2 separate regions of the Bombyx mori genome follow, and region 1 is linked to region 2. Evidence: chromatin contacts called from public Hi-C data. All regions are on one chromosome and are shown on one strand. The core of a region is the stretch at or near the end of the contact, and the rest is flanking DNA. Distances in the headings are between cores, read along the strand shown.

Evidence for each region. Hi-C and Micro-C count contacts between places; a contact is called where the count stands out from the background.
Region 1: a Hi-C map of posterior silk gland shows a contact between it and region 2, with 2.0 times the contacts expected there. The contact joins the promoter of LOC101746096 here to the promoter of LOC101740400 in region 2. A contact is called at or near these places in 2 of 7 Hi-C or Micro-C datasets (middle silk gland and posterior silk gland).

Annotation. Positions count from the first base shown.
Region 1 is chr3:12,985,396-12,988,841 of ASM3026992v2, forward strand. It overlaps LOC101746096 (nucleolar MIF4G domain-containing protein 1 homolog), which reads left to right and starts at 1,755. Exons shown (of 14, transcript XM_038020168.2): 1 at 1,755-2,849; 2 at 3,060-3,288. The coding sequence starts at 2,646. It overlaps LOC101739068 (outer mitochondrial transmembrane helix translocase), which reads right to left and starts at 543. Exons shown (of 8, transcript XM_004924350.5): 1 at 91-543. The coding sequence starts at 260.
Region 2 is chr3:12,810,771-12,814,475 of ASM3026992v2, forward strand. It overlaps LOC101740400, which reads left to right and starts at 2,069. Exons shown (of 3, transcript XM_004924358.2): 1 at 2,069-2,252; 2 at 2,590-3,705. The coding sequence starts at 2,182. Scpx (sterol carrier protein x) reads right to left here and starts at 1,213. Exons shown (of 2, transcript NM_001043913.1): 1 at 1-1,213. The coding sequence starts at 1,017.

The sequences.
Region 1 (3,446 bases), core at 505-3,004, 170 kb after region 2:
TGCGTATTATATTTCGGAGTTAATTTTTTCTTTTTGCAAATATAAAGATTTTAACGACTGATGACATTGCGAACAGCGATCGATACATACTTGCGTAACTGTTCCCGCGCTCGCTCCTCGGCCTTCTTCCGACTCTTGGAAGTGGGATCTATTTGGTTCACCAGCCACTTTATGGAGAAATAAGTCACTGCAGACACAAATGCGACCCTTATAGCCATTTGGAACACTTCGTTCCGAGTAAATGAGCCTTCCACCATCATTCCTGCACACTATAATAGTATTTTAATAAATAAATATTAAGGAAGCTGTAGCTTGCTCAAAGGTGCTTTTAATTTTAATCTAGTCCGAAATTGTTATAGCAGAATCCCCGACCGTCACACATTTGTGAATTTTTGATAGACAAAGTCTAACTTTTTTATTAGTTTGACAACTAATACTAGGGCTGCAGAGGTAATTTCCCCTTAGTTATCTCCAAATCTCCCTAAAATCTTTTTATCTCAATTTAACACCTTGTAAAAAAATACATTCCAAGTTTTGTAGTCTATTCTAAGATTTAATAAACAGTGTGGACAATTTTTTACTGGGTTTTCAGTTCGTACGGAACAAGAAAATTTTCATCGTGAAATACGAAATTTTCGTGATAATCTCTGATGTGCTCGTCGAGTATCACGCCGACGCCGCAGCGTAACCATATTGGTTTTTAAAGGTCACAAATACCAATTTAACTACGGCAATATTATTTAATATACGTTCACGAACAAAGTCTGATGATCAAAAGCGCAAATGTATATTTTTTTACTTATTGCTTGCATGAGTGAACGAGCCTACAGCAGAGTTTAACATACTCCCTAAGAACACTCCAAAACTGGCAAAGATTATATTGTACTTAACGGTGCTTGCGAAGAGCTATAAATTGTCCTATGCATCCTGTGTGTGTAAATTATCCGTGAATTACCTTGTTTATTCAATTTATGTTTCTTTTGGAGTAAATAAGTTCCTCACACACAGGATTGCACGAAATCCCAATAGTCAGGGGCGCTAGCTTTACCACTTTACCATTTGTACAATAGAAATTGCTTCGGTTTCTCAAAAATATTAGGCTCTGCACGCTATGCTCTTTTCACCTGTCCAGTGGAGGAATCTAAAAAAAGGTCTATGGTTTTGGCAATGAAGTAGGAAACCTATGGAAATGAAACGTCAACCAAAATTTCGTGCCACTGTGACGTCATCTGGCCACAAAACATGGCGGCTTTAGTGCTGTACAAAAGATTTCAATGTTATCAGGTTTTATCGATAAACGTTCTTGGCTCATTTTATTTTAAATATTGTTGAGTATTATTTATTTGTAGAATTTATACTTTAATGGGAAGTAAGTAGGTATATTGCTATGTGCAAATATGATATGATTTAGATGGGTGAAATCTAAGACAAGTTCGTCCTTCGAATTTGCCAAGTAAACGATATGATGATTTTTAAAAGTTGCTACACTGATTTTATAAAGTTGACGTTTGTCGCAAAACATAAAGATATGGCGTAGTTCAAAGCCATCTGCCCATTTCTAGCATGCTAAATGTTATCGTATTTTGAGTACGTGTTTTTCTTAGACTATTACAATCTATTTTAATTGTTTTGCTGACTCTAAAGTCCGTAACATACTACCGCAGCGCACCCCAAGGAAGGTGCGCCGCACCATTTGAATCACTTTCGCTTGAGAGTGATTCAAATTTTAAACTTATCAAGGGACCGCGTGAAAAAAAAAAACCTACAGAACATTTATTCATTAATTACAAACGTCATTCCTTGTGACTTCCTCTCTAAAATCACTTAATTATTAAATATTTAACAAATTTACAATAGTGTTTTACTCATTGCGGAATAAATCTATTTTATTTAAATAGTTCCGAAGAGATTTTGTCGGTAGCCTTTTTCCCGAAATATCTAAACAGAATGTCTAAATATGTTTTGATGACATATTTTAAAGTGGTATTTATGATTAGTGTCATGATCAATAGATTCCGACCGAAAAATGGATTTTTCGGATGAGGGCTCCATAATGAATTTAAATACATATAGATAATAGTTTTAGGACATCGACTTTCTTGAGATCCTATAATATACGTTTTAATTATTATTTTTGTATGTTTTAAGCATGATAAATTATGAAATTTTATATAATCAATCATATTAAATCGATATCATAGTCAATAAATAATGTACAACCCAAAACAGACAGCCGAACTGATGTGACAATGACATTTGGTTTTAAACATGGCGGATTTTCGGCCTCATTAGACAGAGACGGAGACATTTACGTATATTCAAGTTTCATTTTATGTACGCACTGAAATACTGTTATATTGTTTTCCTGCGAGTTAAAGTGCTGAGTAAGAACGAGATAGATATATGTTTATGTATGTGCCTTCAAAATGGGTGCTATTTATATAAGCAATTGTACGTATAGAACAATATGTCGTGTCCCTACTATAAAGGTCTATGGGTTTTGGCCATAGATTGCTTTATGTTGTCAACAATGTCAAGTGTCAGAAATAATAATTGCTGTAAGTGTCAGGCAAATGGTCAAATCAAAATAATAGTAACCTAAAAAAATTGCCCAAACTTTTCTTAAACATCAAACCAACCTAACAATGAAGAAAAAACCTGTGCCTCGTTTAAAGTTTGAAAATAGTCGTAAGACTATACGCAAACAGAAAAGGCAGCAAAAAAAAATTCATCGCCAAGAACATTATTTGAAGAAAAAAACCCCACAACCGTCTATAATTCATCCCCAGCATACTCCGGGAAGGTTCGTAAAGAGACCAGCAGATGGACAAGATACTACAGAAATGAAGGTTTTTAAATTTCTAACTTTTAAGCAATATTAAGGAATTTTTCTAAGGAATTTTAAACTCACAAAGTTTTACCTATAAATATATTATATTTTTAAAGATAACTAGGTAATACTAATGCGGATGCTGTCATATTAAAATAAAGTATCAATTAAATTAATTTAGGAATCTATTATCAGGTGGCACAGTTAATAAAACACAGGTCATTTTTAGAAAAAACGAAAGAAACCCAATGCGCCAAGCTATGACATCCTTAACAAAGAGAGACAAAAGGAAATCAACGAAGCAGACCAATTAAAGTCAGAGATGGAAGAACAGCGACGGAAGATACTCCTCAAAGCCAATGAGGAAGAAGATCTCCTGATAAAAAAGCTTGAGAAACAAATGGGCCTAAATAAATCTAAAAACAAGAACAATTACTTTTCTGAAGATGGTTTGGACTGTATCCTTTCAATAAACCTATATTTTTTTATAAATCAAAAATTTAAATCTGTCATAAACACCTGTCAAGTTTCCCAGTGAGTTACCGGACTTTATTAATTTATATTAAAGTTGATCATATTAAAATTTATATAAAACTGGTTTCTAAAAAAACCTACT
Region 2 (3,705 bases), core at 819-3,318:
CAAACCACCACTTGGGTTGACTACAACTTGGCCTCCATAAGTGTTATTGCCTGAATCAATGAATTTTCCTGCTTCACCTTCACCGCATAGCTGTAGGCCTTCATATGTGATCATCTCATTAGCAGCAAAGCAGTCATGGAGTTCCACAACATCTACCTGTTTTGGTGAAATTCCAGTCTTGGCATACAATTTGCTTGCAGCCAATTTGGTCATGTCATACCCGGCCACTTTCATCAGACTGTTCTCTTCAAATAAAGCAGGAGTGTCAGTTGCCATCTCCATTCCAATTATCTCTACAGCTTTGTCTTGTAGTCCATAACGGATGACAGCCTCTTCAGACATGAGGACAGCTGCACCTGCACCATCACTGGTCGGACAGCATTCCAGTTTGGTGAGAGGACCGTAAATCTTTCTCGAATTCAGAATTTCTTCTACTGTATATTCTCTTTTGCCTTGAGCCCTCGGATTTTTAACTCCATGACGGTGATTTTTGGCTGCAATTTTAGCTAGATGGAGCTCTGTCGTTTCATATTTTTTCATGTGCTCTATGGCAGCATTACCAAAGTATTGTGCTGTAATGGGAGCTCCTGTTAAATCAGCAATTTCTGCCATTTTAAGTGTGTGCCTGTCCATTGGGTTGGTTCTGTCATCGAAATGACCACCTCCCAAAGCACCGGGAGCCATTTTCTCGAATCCTACGGCAAGTGCTACATCACACATGCCTCCTTCAATAAGCTGTTTCGATAAAAACAATGCATTTGAGCCTGTGGAGCAGTTGTTATTAACATTGTAGATGGGAATACCGGTCATTCCGACCTGATACAGCACGCGCTGTCCGCAGGTCGAGTCACCGAACACATAGCCGCAGACCGCCTGTTGAATGTCGTCGTATTTAATACGAGCGTCAGCCAGGGCCTCTAACACCGCTTCCTTGCCGAAGTCGGGATAGTCACCTCCGGTAGAGGGCTTGACGAAGTTCGTCATCCCGACGCCAACGACGTACACTTTTCTAGGCATTGTTATAATAATAATTACTATACCTCACGGTAGACGACAGGCGAGCCGGAACTCTGAATCCGAATTGATCCGCTGGTGGTATAGTCTACTCCTTGAGTTACTGATACGGCAGATAAACTTAATATCTCGAGATAATAATAAATATCTTAGAATGTCGACAGAACGACCGTCAAAGTCCAATTTCGCTGCGACTGAGTGATCACGTGACTGAAATTATCATGACTTGACACGACACATTCATAGATATCATACACCAAAAAAGTACTCTGTAAAACTTTGTAGCAATCTGCATTAAGAGAGCCAGGTAGTACTGATATTCATACTTACGCATATTATGTAAATATTTACAAATAAAAATACTAAAAACCTAGACGAAGATCAAAAGGTATTTTTCGTTATATTACAGTTCGCCTAAAGTAACGCTCGCTCCCGCAGTTAGGTTTGCCAAGTACTTACTACACTATCGTATCACACGAAAGTTGTTGTTTATACATGATTAAAAAAATAACGTCTAGTTGACTAACTTACTTTTTAATTAATGTTACAAAATCCACGCTTTTATGTAAAAATAGGGGAAATGATACGAATTTAATTCCCTTAAATTACTTCACTCTTTAGTATAAACTTTTTCTTTACACCTTCATTAAATTACTAATGTAATCGGTACACATTTTTAATACAAAAAATTTACTGTATTTAAATTTAGATGGTTATTGAATGAACAATCTAAAATATTAATTACTACCTTTTTTTTGGTACATATCAATAGGGAATCATAATTTACGGGTACCCGGCCGACGGGGGTCGAGACCGGATTTTTCCAATTGATTCTAGAAAACTACGCCTTTGGAAAGGCGCCCGAAAAGGTGCTCGTGTCCCGCTACGCAGAACGACTACCGACTAAACCCCAACCAGGACCTCCTTTCCGACTTAGACGGGACCTACTGTTATATCCCAAAGATCTGAGTATTATTAGAAGCTATTATACAAATGCAAATACGTGTAACCTTTTTAAATAGTTATTATAACATATTAAAAAAAGGCTTAGTACTTTGTTTTCTTAATTTGATTTTGACATTCTAAATCAATAGTGGTTTTTATTATTTAGCTTGTAACTAAATTTAAAAATAATTTGTAAATTTTATGTGTTGAAAATTTTTCGTAATGGCCTTAGATAAACAAAGAATTTTAAGTGAATTGGGTAGTGTTATGAATCAATTAAAAAGTGCTGATTGGTAAGTCCTAGTTCATCGGTATAAATCTATAAATTCCAAATTTCAATTGCTTATTTGACCATTAATAAGTTATTAATAAGACCATTAATTAATAAGTAGATATTTTAGTAAATGTGGATCAACTTTGGAATTTGCTATGATACGATCACTCCGAACGCCAACTAATATTAAATTGAGTTTAGAAGAATGAATCTAAAAACTGGCCTGAGTTAGAGTTATGTACTGAATTGGACATAACAGGGTGTTGATAATGCTAGATATTTTGTTAGCAAAAAAAAAAATATACCAATAAGTTGTAGACTTTATAATTTTTCTTTAATTTTATCTTTTCTTACAGTGGCTGTATGGGGAAAATCTTTTCTAATTCTGATAATAATCCTCAGAACTTAGCAAACAGTTATTCTACAAATCATGGAAGTTGTCAACAAGCCTGTTGTCACAGTCACAATAGCTGTGGTTCTCACGGGCATGGCTGCATCAATCCATACTCTAGTGAATCAGGTTATCCTGCAGGCTCTAGTCATGTAAATAGACCTTGCTTTGGTCAATGCAATCCACCAAAACTTTATGCTGACACTTATAACTATTTAAATGAAAAACTAATGCAACCAGTTGTCAAGGAAGTTTATCATGATCTAAACACTATCAGCCCAGCAAACACTGTGATGAATAACCCAATAGCATCTCAAATCGGTCTTCCATTACAATCAGGACAAACCCCGTTAAATAATTTAACACAGAACATTCCGAGTGTAAATAATCCAGCAAAAATAGGGATGGGTCCCGAAATTATTAACATGGTAATGGGTAGTAGCGGTAATAAGCCAAAGATTCAAGAAAGTCACATTGCGGGCCAAGTGCCCAGTAGCCCATCAAGACTTCAGGGAGCGAGTGCGCAGCAAGGTTTTATTGACGGCCCTTCTGCAATTGGTGATGGAAATCGGATACCCTTGAATGGAAATGTCAATCGGAATGAACAAAATGTGTATCAAAATATAATACCTAATGTCCAAATGAGCCAGGTGGCAGTACCACAATTAACAGGCAATCCTACAAACCCAGGAATACAACAGTTAACAAAACATCACGCAGGGCCTCACGACCAAGGGATAACAAAATTCAATGAAATGTTTCCAGGGGTAATGCAAGGACTAGGCGGAGATTTGAATTTTGATCCAATGGCCATAGCGATACAAATGAATCCAGAAAATCAACAAAAGGCCGTCATTAATGCCATGCACAAAGCGATTGTTGATAATACTGAGAAAATGAACCATCCGCAATTATCTGCACTTAATCAAGCTCCTCCACCGCAATTGCTTCAACCTGCTACTGACCAAAATCCTGCAACAGCTACCCACCAATTACCTCAGACAATGATTGAGACTAATGTTCAGTTAAATGAAAACGCAAATGTATTAAAGCAAAACAAACCTGGTATTCAGCAAGAAAA